Linked DNA regions of Mus musculus: region 1 is linked to region 2. Evidence: chromatin contacts called from public Micro-C data. All regions are on one chromosome and are shown on one strand. Each heading gives the region's core, a stretch centred on a gene start, on an enhancer-like site or on the middle of the called end of the contact. The rest is flanking DNA. Distances are from core to core; before and after follow the strand shown.

Region 1 (5,545 bases), core at 2,098-4,597, 570 kb after region 2:
CCCACAGAGCTATAATAGCCTCAGAGAACATGTTGCAGAGCATAGTAAAGGTAAGGTTGGATAGACTCAATAAACATTATTCCTACTTTCCAAGGTTTTGAACATTAATTCCCAGTTTTGGCCATTTAGTATCAAGGTTCAAGTGTTGTTGACAGTTACCCCAAGACTTTGACATCCATCTTAGATATGTTAACCCACTATTACCCCACCACTAGAAGACAACTTTGCTTCAGCCCCCATTAAATTTTTTTATATATAAACCTCAGCTCCAGCCCAGGTCTCTGTACTAGCTTCTCCACATCTTTCCTTCAGGTCTCTGTGTGTATGTGTGTTGGAATAAGGGGTCTGTTTCCCAGGCCCATAGCACCTGTAAGACCATGAGCAGATTACTCTTCAGTTATTACTTCTGTGTTTCCATCTCTTTATAGATTCTATAACATAAGAGTATGTTCTGGCTGGTAGTGGTGGCGCACGCTGGTAGGATTTGCTGAAGGAGGCAGAGGCAGGAGGATCACGAGTTCAAGGCCAGCCTGGCATATGCCAGCAAGATTTTGCTGAAGGGCCCCTGATATAGCTGTCTCGTGTGAGGCTATGCTAGTAGCTGGCAAATACAGAAGTGGTTGCTCACAGTCATCTATCGGATGGAACACAGGGCCCTCAATGGAGGAGCTAGAGAAAGTATCCAAGGAGCTGAAGGGGTCTGCAACCCTATAGGTGGAACAACAATATGAACTAACCAGTACCCCCTGAGCTCATGTCTCTAGCTGCATATGTAGCAGAAGATGGCCTAGTAGGCCATCATTGGGAAGAGAGGCCCCTAGGTCTTGCAAACTTTATATGCCCCAGTGCAGGGGAATGTCAGGGCCAAGAAGTGGGAGTGGGTGGGGAGGGGAGGAGGGTTGGGGGAGGGTATAGGGAACTTCCAGGATAGCATTTGAAATGTAAATAAAATATCTAATAAAATAAAGAGTATGTTCTGATTAATTTTATCTTGCATAGAAAGGGATAGCAAGCCAAGCAGGAAAGAAAACAAAGAAAATAAAACAAACCCTCTTCCCTTGGCCTGTATCCCTTTCTTGCTTCTCCTTTACTGCCCAGTCTCGGAATAAACAGCACACTCCAGACTTGGTTTTCTACCATTTCCTCCACCATTCACCACTAAATAGAAGGCATTCTGCTTCTTGCTCACCCAGGAACAAATTAAAAACAGAGTCTCAGCCAGGCAGTGGTAGTACACAACTTTCATCCCAGCAGTTGGGAGGCAAAGGCAGGCAGATCTCTGAGTTCAAGTCCAGCCTGGTCTAAGTGAGTTCCAGGACAGGACAAGGCTACACAGAGAAATTCTGACTCAAAAAATAAATAAATAAAACAGACTCTCAGACTCTACCCAACTGCACTGAATCAAAAAAGAGGAAGTCGGCTCCAAGAGTGATTTAACAAACCCTCTTCTGGAAGGTGGGTCTCTCAGAGAAGCTGCAATTGAGGCCAACTGCTCAGCTCACTAAGTCTCTCAAACCTTTATCAAGTTCCATAATATCAAGAGATTGCCAGGCTGCTGCTGTCATTCACAATAGAACCAAGTTGTTGTAAGTAGGTGCTTAAGGTAGATCCAGAAAATCACCTTTCTTTCCTCTGAAATATTTTCTAAATCCACACCATCCCATTCCAAAGCCTTGGATCGACTTTCATCAGCCTCACTTCCCTGGACTCTGCTTAGCACAACTTTGTAGCTGCCAGGTCCCAAATGGTAACATTTGAACTTTGATCTAATACCAATAAACGATGTTCCATGAATGGAGTAATCCGTATAGTTATATGTCGACTCCTCCTTTTATACGGATATCCTATTTGCAGGCACTAAACGGGAAGGAATACAGCACCTTCAAATCTCCCTGGCGCTTTCATCTTGCACACAAGTCGACAGTGAGTTCCTCCTCCGAATTGCCCTATTCTTACAGACGTCAGTCTCAACAAATCCAAACAAGGAGATATTAAAAGCTTATGCGTGTATAGGATCGTCTCAGCAAAGGTCTGAGCAGCTTTTTCAATTAAAAAGGCATCTGAAGGAAAACATCACCACTGCAGTCACAGAGGACGCTGCCAGCTCCCTGCTGACTGTACAGCTCCTCCGCCTCCCGGAACGCTGAGCTGGACATTTTATCGTGGACCTTCATGCTTTTCTTTCAGATGCCTTTCATTATCCGTAACCCCAACCAACTTGTAAGCAGGTGCTTATGTTGCTTTAGATATGGAGAAGAAAAATCATAGTTCTTGTCTCTCTGTGAGCCAAAAGGCAGCCCCAGAACTTTTCTCAGTGTGCTGTCCTAGATGGGAAGTAGTAACTGAACCAGACTTCTTAAATGTTTGCCCCCTCAGTGTCAAGAGCCGGATAGATGTCTCAGCAGTTAAGAGCACAGTTGCTGTTCCAGGGGACCCAAGTTTGATTCCCAGCATCCACATAGCGGTCTGTAACTTTGGTTCCAGGGGATCTGATGTCCCATGGCCTCTATAGGCACCAGGTATGCACAAGGTACACAAACATATATGCAGTCAAAACACCCATATATAAAAGATTTTTTTAGAAGATTAAAACAGGGTCAGAATTGTATTTTCAAGTTACTTGACTACTAAATTGTTATTGTATTCCCTTGGCTATCTAGAACACATGAGAGAAAACTAGTTCTCAAGATCGATTTAGTTCAGGCTCTCATCACTAAAGTTTTCTAAATACAGCTTTTGAGAGGAAAGATGGCATGTGTGAAATCAATATCGAAACTAAAGAGTAAATGAACCTATCCCCTTGGACTCCAACTGTTGGAGTAAAATTGTGAACTTTGCTTTAAAAGTTATCTAGACACACTTCTGTTTCAAACAGAAACAGTGGAATACAAGAGAACCCCAAGGACACGTCAAGTTCCCCCAGAGAAGGGGGAGGCAGCCCCTGGGTTTGCAACTTGGAAGCAGTGTGGCAGATGAATTTTGAAAACCCTGAACTCCAGCTTTTAAGAAAGCATGGAAACAGGACCTGGGAAAGAAAGTGAACCTTTCTAAACACAGAAAGCAGACCCCCTAGTGCAGTGTGTTCTGTCTCAAGCACTGTTAGCCACCTAAGCAGAGCCTGCTGTGGTCTTTCTCAAAGCAACCGGGTGCGGGTGCACTGGCACCAAGAATCTCCCATTCAGGTCCTCTGAGAGCATTGCATCCTGTCTATTTTAGAGGTATGTTGGCACCATCCAGACCCAAGAAGGAACAGCAATTTGGTTAGGTGTGGGTATGGCCACCTCAGGCCCCGCCCTCCGCACCTCCCTCCAGACAGCAAGGTCCTTAGGGCCTTGGGGTCGCTCCCCATCGGCTCAGAAAGCTGGGGCTGCGACTCTGCCAGCAGCTGGCTCCGGGGTTGCACCGCTGCATTGAGAATGGACAGCAGGGCGCGGAGCTCTTCCCGAGAGGCCCACGGGAGAAGTAGCAGGTCCTCCTCTAGGGATGACAAGAAGGCAAAGGCCGGGAGGGGCAGCAGAGGCCGCGCACGTCCGGATGCTGGAGCAGAGCGGCAGAGCACCGGGCGGACAGCGACCCGAGGGGAGCCCCGAGCTCCCGCTGCCACCGCCACCGTAGTGGACGTGGACGAGGTTCGGGGCCCTGGTGAGGAGGGCACGGAAGTGGTGGCGCTGCTGGAGAGCGAGCGACCAGAGGAAGGTATGGAAGGTAGATCCCACGAGAAGGTGTGGAGGGTAGGCGCGAGATGTCAGACAAGTGCAGTGAGTTGCCAGGCTTGTGGTGGGACCATGGTGGGGAGGAGAAGGCACGAGCTACGCAGTTACTTAGTGATGGAGATCAAAGTGCATCAGCTGAAATACAAATAGCAACATCAGCTAATACTTTGTCCCAAGCCACCAATGAAGTTGGAAGAGAGAGTTGTTTAGGACCGGGTTCAACATGCAATTATGGTCATGGACCTGTGGACACAGCACTTTATATGATGGCTCTAAGCAACAACCTTGTGCCTCCTCTTCCCTCGTCCTTGCCAATCAGTCTTAAGCCTAAGACTATTTTAACCTTTCTTTGGAATGACTTTCACCGACCAGCCCAACAAAACCTCAAAGGCAGCAGAGCCAAGTCAAGGAGCCAGACCTGAGTTTAAATTTGAGCGTAGCCACTTCATAGGGTAGATGTGGGAATAAAATAAGCCTTCCAACGCACTTTTGCACAGTCTCAGCTAAATCCTTGCAAGCTAAAAAAGAACACTCTTGTATCACAGTAGAGGATATGAAGGAAGGTGTCCCCTTTACCTCTGTGGGTGCCATAATGCTTATGGGGAAAAGGGTATCTACCTCCAGTCCTTTTCATAACAAATGTAAGAAGAAAGTCACTATGCCCAAATTAAAGGCTAGCAGCTGTTTGAGGAAAGTAAGGGACAACATATTCTGCTGCTGTCTGGTGGCTACATGGAGAGTTAACATTTCCTAATTACCAGCAATGCAATATACGCTGGATCATAGACAGCTATTATTTGTGGACATCTGCAGTTTAAATGCATCCTGCAGCTCTTACTTTTTGCCGGATACCCCTCTGGTCCTTAGGAGAGGCCATTGGGTTCAATGCTATAGAAATGCAAGTTGAGATGTATCAGATCACAGCAGGGAAGTAGGCAAGTGAGGGAGCCCCACTTGTGTAGCCCTTTCTATGTGGCAGGCACACACTGAGTGTTTGTTTTTGAGTTATTTAGTTACATATCACAGATGAGAGATGATGCGCTGAGAAATTAAATAGCTTGCTTGCACTGGCAGAACTTACTAGAGGAACGGGATTAACAGTAGGGGGTGGGGAGGCAGCTTACACGAAGGTCTTGTTAATGCTAGAAAGATAGAAAAGCAGGTTCCCAGGCCAAACAGTGGGTCACCTTAACTGTCCCAACCCAGCCCTGAGATCCTAGATGTTCTCAGAAGAGTCTGGCATTCAACCCAAGCAGCATGGATGTGAAGTGCCCCAGTTCCATGTCATCTTTTTACAGATACAGCCTAATATTATGCAAAATAGGTGACTTCCAAAGACTGCAGAACACCTTAATCCATTAAATAAAGAGACTCTAAAGGAAGACATGGCAGGCAGTACCAGGAACTTGTAGACACTTCCCACAGTAAAAACTCAGACATGTCAAGCCCGAGCTGGCATCTTTATAGGAATATGCCATTTCACCCTTGAACTGATGTATCAGATACAGCTCATGAGCTATCATGAGACTGCAATCAGCCAGCATCCCATTAGATAGATGAGGAAATTGGGTTTTCAAAAGGTCCTGAGCCATGCCTAAAAGTCATCCATGGACTTTTAAAGTAAGTGGAACTAGAACTGGAACCAACTGGTTTCCCTGGCCTTCCAGTCCCCCCAAATTCCCTTACCTGTCTAGTTTATTACACCTCCCATTGGCCCACACAGTCCTTCACACAGACAACACTCCAGACCTGGGAACTCTGATCATTTGGATGCTGGCTCATTCCAGTTTTTCCAGACATGTCTCTAGACAGCTCTGACTCTAATACTAAGC
Region 2 (6,136 bases), core at 2,308-4,807:
GATTGTAACCCCTGCTTGGAGGACAGTATTCGGGACTCGCAAAAAAAAAAAAAAAACAACGCCCGCTCACGATTTTACCACTCCGGACCGCTGGTCCTTTCCTTCTCCCGCCTCTGTTTACCCCCACTTGCCAGCCAGCAATCCCCCTTCCCCAGTTTTCACCGCCCTTCCCCTTGATGCTAAGGAATACCAGTGAAGATGGCTTCAAACACAGGGCAAAGGGTAGACAATGCTCCCACCTTCCTATTCATCTGACTTTTCTAAATGTCTTTTAGTGAGGGAGAGGGGCCAGGCCGGCGGTATCCAGATGCTCGGCGGCAGTGGGGACTGAGGGGCAGGTGCTGGGAGGATTCACTCACCTGCAGTCCCCAACCCATCCATACCGCCCCCAGAAAGACACCTACATCGAGCTCTCCCAAAATGAACCTCGTGTGTGTCATCAAAGGAACACGAGGGCCACCTGCCTTAAGAAGCGGTGGTTTGAAGTTCCTTAGAAAACACTGGCCAGAAGGGAGAACAGGGGACGAATGGGAGACCTAAGCAAGGGGATCCTTCTTCTCCACCCCAGGTTGCCTTGCCTGAAGAAGTGGAGTTTATCAGAGAAGACCGCTGTCTGCGTCCTGCTCGAGGCCATTTGAGCTGTGAAGCCAGGCAGGGACCTCTGAGGGGTGAAGCATAAAGGTTGCCACTGCGCAAAGAGAATCCAACCTCAGGACCAGCCTGTGGCCTAGCAGCACATAAGAGCTATAGTGTTGTGGGCAGATACTGGAGGGAGCAAAGTTACACCAGTGGAGACAGTTCCCCGAGGATTGTGTTTTTTACCAGTCCCCAAACAGGCAGGGTGTTTTTTTTCATTTCTCCCCTCCTTCCCCAAACCCCTTGGATTTAAAATCCTTTTTTAAAAGTCCCTACAATCTAGGGCATCAGGGGTGCCTAGGTTAGGGATCCATATACTACTGTCAAGTACTCTTCAAGGTGGTTCTGAGAGATGGAAATACAGAGAGCATCTGTGAGAAAGGGGTTAACCCAAACTTGCTTGGCCCACTGGAGAGTTCATCTCCCTTGAAAGAGTCTCTCTGTGCTATATCTTTTCTAGGGGCTGAGAGAGATCACAGCCTTAGGGTTACCCCTATTTCTCCTCCATGCCCAAGTGTGGACCCCATACTCTTCCTGCATGGTTCTTAGATAATTAAGCCCTCCCTACCATCAGGAAAGAGGAGATTAATGTAAATTGAGAGAAGGAACCATTCCAAACTTGTCCCCCAGTCACAGGGTAAAGCTGGTGGGTAGATATGCTTGTGAGGGGAAGGAGAAAGACTCGTGAACTCTTCCAGGATTGGACCCTTCGGTCTTGACTGGTGCCTCCTCCAACCTACCTCCTCTTTCTTCCACAGAACCCAAGAAAGACAAAAGGAAAGGCTGATGCCCTTTCTTGGTTGGCTTTGCCCTTGGGAACCACTCGAGTAAGTGGGCTCTCTCTTTCCCTCCCTCCCTCAAACCCTCCCTCACTCCTTTTCTCCCTCTCTGCCCAGAGTTTTCTTCGCCTCCTTAAGTTTTCTGCAGTATGGGTCCAGACTCAGCCTTTGGAGACATGTATGAAGCTAAAATGATTTCCATGTCTTTTTAGCAAAGCGAGTTCCTGACATTCAGTATCCCTGAGCAAAAGACACAAAAATCAAGACAATGTGAATTTTGTATATGACAAAAAAAAAAAAAAAGTACCGTCAGAGGAGAGTCCAGAATCCGGACAGGACATCTGTGGAGGAAGTCATTAGAATACAGGTACTTAAGGAGGATTGAGTCAGACCCCCACATCCTTTATCCATTCACAGACCGCCCTTATGAGTGCAGCATAGCTACAAGTAGTTTAAGAACGTGGGTACCTTAGAAAGGGTTTGCTTTTCTGTTTGTTTAGGAGATGAGAATCAACAAGCTGTTGGAAGCAATTACCAACACTGCTTACAGAATACGCTGACAGTCAATTCTCCAAGGCGCAGCGAACTTTGCAACTGTTCGCCAACAGGCGACACAAGAACTGTAGGCTACAGCGGAGGAACAATCTAAAACAGGCTCAAATGAAGCTATCTCTTCCATTTTTCTCTCAAAAACTTTACAATAAATCTCAAGACATTGGCTGGACAGCCCGCCCTGAGATTTGTGTTACAGAACCCCTGCGATGGAGAGGCAGGGCGCAGGAGGGCGCGCTGCTGCGCCGGGGATCGTAGGTAGTCTCCATCCCTGGGTGAGCCTGCTCTTACTTACAATAAACTCCTACCGCATCACTAAAGCAGTCGTAAGCGGAAGTGTAGTCTCTTGGCAAGCCCATCGAGGGAACCCTTCATCTCTCTAGGGTACCCAGGGGCACCTAGCCCAGTGCAGCCGTTTGTAAACCCAGACTTAACCAGGAGCCCGCAAGCGCGCGCTAAGCCTGAGAACCTGTTCGGGTCTCTGCACAGATTGCTTCTATCTGTTCAGGAGTCGGAAACACAGACAGATTCCCACCCGGAAAATCTCTGCCGTGTGTGCACATCCGTACAAACCAGAAACCTGGGGTGAGAGACCTGCCGTAACTAATTGCAGGCTCTGGAAGAAATTGAGAGAGCTAGCAAAGTGCCCACACGTCTGAGTCTCTCTCCCTCTTCCAGCCCCGCGCCACTAAGATTGCCTACCCTCGCCTAAGCAAAGGCTGCACGCACAACTTCGTTCCAGAGCTTCTCGCCGCTGCATTCCTCGGCTAGCTGGAATGTGGCGAGTGCATTCGCTCACCCGGAGCAGTCTGCTGGCGGCAACACAGGCGGCGGGTGCCCCGGGCAGCAGTGACTGGGGACTCAATCAAGTGCTCGAACTGCCGAAACCAAGAGTGTGACAGGGGGCTTCTGTACAGCCCTGCGACCCGGGACGCGCTCTCCAACTTCCCGCCAGCTGGGGTAAAGTTGTACCAGCGGTTCTGCGAGCTTTGGCCATTGCCGCGAAAGGTAATCAATTGGGGGACCACTTTTGCCCTCGGGCCTGGCCTGTAGCTGGAAACCTCTGTTGTCCCCAAACAGCATCCTCCCTAGGGTTCTCATAAAAGCGACGGCCCAAAGATGCTACTTTCTATACCCTTGGGCCCTCCACGAACAGTATCCCGGAATCTTTCGAATTCGATCCCAAATTGCCAAGAGTCAAGCCCTTCAAACACTGACTGGTAGTACCCCAGCTCTGTGACCGCCTCTGCACCCCGACCCCTCCCGGTCAGTGCCTTGAACGGCGCGTCCGGCCTCCCCGCACCCGCTGAGGCTGTTAGCTGTCTTGTTATCAAATTAAATTAGCGAGAAAGGAGGGTGTCTTACGTTGCATCGGCACACCGAGCATCTCCGGGAGCCCCTTGACAGCCCCCTCCGCGGGGACAGCCGCGCTCTGCATCATCTTGGAGCCAGAGGCAGCAAGTCGCAGTCTACCGAGATCTCTCGCTCTCTCCCTCTGGCTGGATTCGGAAATTTGAAAATAATAATAATAAAACCAACCAGGCCGCTGAAGTCACAGAGGAAACCGAGCCCTCCGCGTCTCCGGGAGGACTCCACAAGCTGGCTGGCCCCCTCCCCCGCCAGTCCTCAGGCTGTTTCAAATCCCTTTGATCTCGCTCTCCCGGGCTGGTGCACATCCCGGGTTGAGGAGACACTGTTGCTGCAGCTCTGGCTCCCCCCCTTCCCTTCCCCGCCCTCCTCTCCCCCTCCCCCTCCACCCTTCGCGTGCCGGCTGCCCTGGAGGCCGCGGTCACCCAGGCATTTTGATTCATTCACACTGCAGGAGCGGCCGTGACGTCGCTTTCCGCAGGGAAGCCCGCCCTCCAGCTAGTGCTGCCAACCGGGCAGCCCGCTGCAGACCCCCGGCTAGCCAGAGTAGGGGGCGAGAAGTAGGGGGGGTTCGGTAGCCCCGAATCTGGTCGGAGGTGCGGGAGGGCGGGGCCGCCTGATAGGGGGCGGGGCCTGCAGCCCCTCCCCCACCCTGCCGTGCGGGCTCGCGCCCCGGTATAAATACTGCGGCGGGCTGGGCCGCGGCAGCAGGTGGTCCCGGAGCGCAGGGACCACGCAGAGCTGGTTTCTGCCAGCTTTGGGGATTCCCCGCTCGCCCCCAGCATCGGTCCTCTAGGATCAAGGAGGGGGCGCGGTGGGCCAGGACCCAGCGGACCCTGGGTTGGCGCTCCGAGTTCAGAGCTTCTCCAGCCCACGGAGCGTGTTCTGTAACTGGATGATTCCATCCATCCTCCACTTGTTTTTTTTTTTTTTTTCCTGGCCAGTTCCTTTCCGGCCGGTACTAACCAGACCCTACTCTCTCTCCCCCGCGTCTGGCTGAGGCAGGGCCAGGGACAGCTCGTACTCGGCCGGGAACGCGCGAGTCACGCAGTGGGCCGCCACGGAGCCGGATGGAGGCAGGCGGCCTGGGCCGCGCACGAAGGTGGCCGGGCGCGGGTCTTCGTGCGCGCCCACACTCGCCTCGGCCTTCCGCCACAGTCGGCACTCTCACCACCCGAGGTCCAGTCCTAGTCCCACGCCTCCCAGCCGCCCGCCCTCCCAACTGGGTCTCCAGCCGGCGTCCACCCAGATCCGCCCTCTCTGGCTCCTGGAGACTGCTCGGCCGAACCGGCTGCCACTGCGGGCACTTTGAACGATCCCTGGCCGCGTGTGTACTGGGCGGAGGCGTGCACCGGGCCCCCGGGGCTGACCAGCAAAGGGCGTGCATTGCTGTTGTGTTTAACACACACACAGAGACTCACACACAGACACAAACGCGCGCGTAGAAAACTCATTCTTCCCATTCTCATTCCTGGAGGCAATAAAGCAAAGATCAATGCTGGGACGAAGTCGCTAGCACTTTTTCAAACACTCGACGCCTCCTGACCACCGGCTCTAGAAACCTACCGGGTCAGCCCTGGGCCCAGCCACAGCCACCTCGGACACTACCATTCCTAATTTAATTGCCGACTTCAAGTCAGATGGGTCTTTACAACCAAATGGGACCCTGCGCTGAGAAGTTTTGTTTTTGTTTTTACTCCTGGTGTTTTAGGGTTGGTGATGGAGGAGGATGGACAGTAAGAGGGGTGGCTGTGTGTGCTACTTAGGATCTGTGTCCAATGAGGTCACAGCAATTTCTATGGGTCCTAGCACTAACGAGGGTCCTGTCTTGCTGTTTACTGAGCTGTCTACACAAATTGAGAAAATACGGTGGAAATGCTAATTTCATTAGCAACCAAACACACAAGAAAAAAACCAACCAAACAAACCAGTGTAGCCCCAACCGTTTGTTTATTGGTTTGTTCCTACAACCTGGGAGGAAATAGGATTTCAGTTGGTAAGGATGTTTATAAATGGTTCTCTCTCAGGCATTGCTGTTGTCTTTATAAACTCTTAATATCCATTTGGGAAGATATTTGAGGAAATTTATCCAAACCATAAAATTTTCCTATATTTTAGTTCATGTAATTCCATTTTGAGTGTTCAATACACACAAAAGTAACCTAGAATATTTTTTAAAGATTCATGCATGAAGATCTTTATTACAGCACTATAATCTGGAGGGAAGTTTTACCTAAATACCCAACAAAAGAAAGTGGTTTGAAGAAGCATATTAGATTTGCTAGGTATTATCTTAAATAATCACTGACTCGGATTATAAGGTCTAGCAACATAGTAATGCTGTGACAACCAATAAAAATTATTAGCTAATTAGAAAAGCAGGGATAATACCCATTGTTCATTTGGGTGTGAAGAAAACAGGACAATTCATAGTGAGAATATAAATGTCTTCTAAGGGCATTTTGACAATAGTTTGTCTGTTTTATACTACTGGGGAAAGAATTCAAAGCATTGCATCTGCTTGGCAGGTAGGCATGGGCTCTACCATGGAGTTATATCCCTAACTTAGGGTAGGATAGTTTATAGCTTAAAATGTCATTTATATAGCAATGTATTCAAAGATCATGAGTAAGAATGTTACAAAGTTACAAGTACTTTTAAAAAGAAAATAACATAGAGGCTGAGAGTGTGCTCATTTGTAGAAAGTAGAAGACCCAGGAGGAGTGATTTCAAGGGGAAGAAAAAAAAAAGAAAGAAAGAAAGGAGAGGAAGGATAAAGTAAGATGAAGAGAGAGACAAAC

What was found. Hi-C and Micro-C count contacts between places; a contact is called where the count stands out from the background.
Region 1: a Micro-C map of embryonic stem cells shows a contact between it and region 2, with 2.4 times the contacts expected there. The contact joins the promoter of Nphs2 here to the promoter of Lhx4 in region 2. A contact is called at or near these places in 3 of 39 promoter capture datasets (embryonic stem cells, liver and stem cell-derived epiblast-like cells), 2 of 484 Hi-C or Micro-C datasets (both in embryonic stem cells) and 2 of 115 datasets of contacts at active chromatin or transcription factors (both in embryonic stem cells).

Annotation. Positions count from the first base shown.
Region 1 is chr1:156,307,372-156,312,916 of GRCm38.p6, forward strand. It overlaps Nphs2 (nephrosis 2, podocin), which reads left to right and starts at 3,348. Exons shown (of 8, transcript NM_130456.4): 1 at 3,348-3,696. The coding sequence starts at 3,417.
Region 2 is chr1:155,738,470-155,744,605 of GRCm38.p6, forward strand. Lhx4 (LIM homeobox protein 4) reads right to left here and starts at 3,558. Exons shown (of 6, transcript NM_010712.2): 1 at 3,333-3,558. The coding sequence starts at 3,408.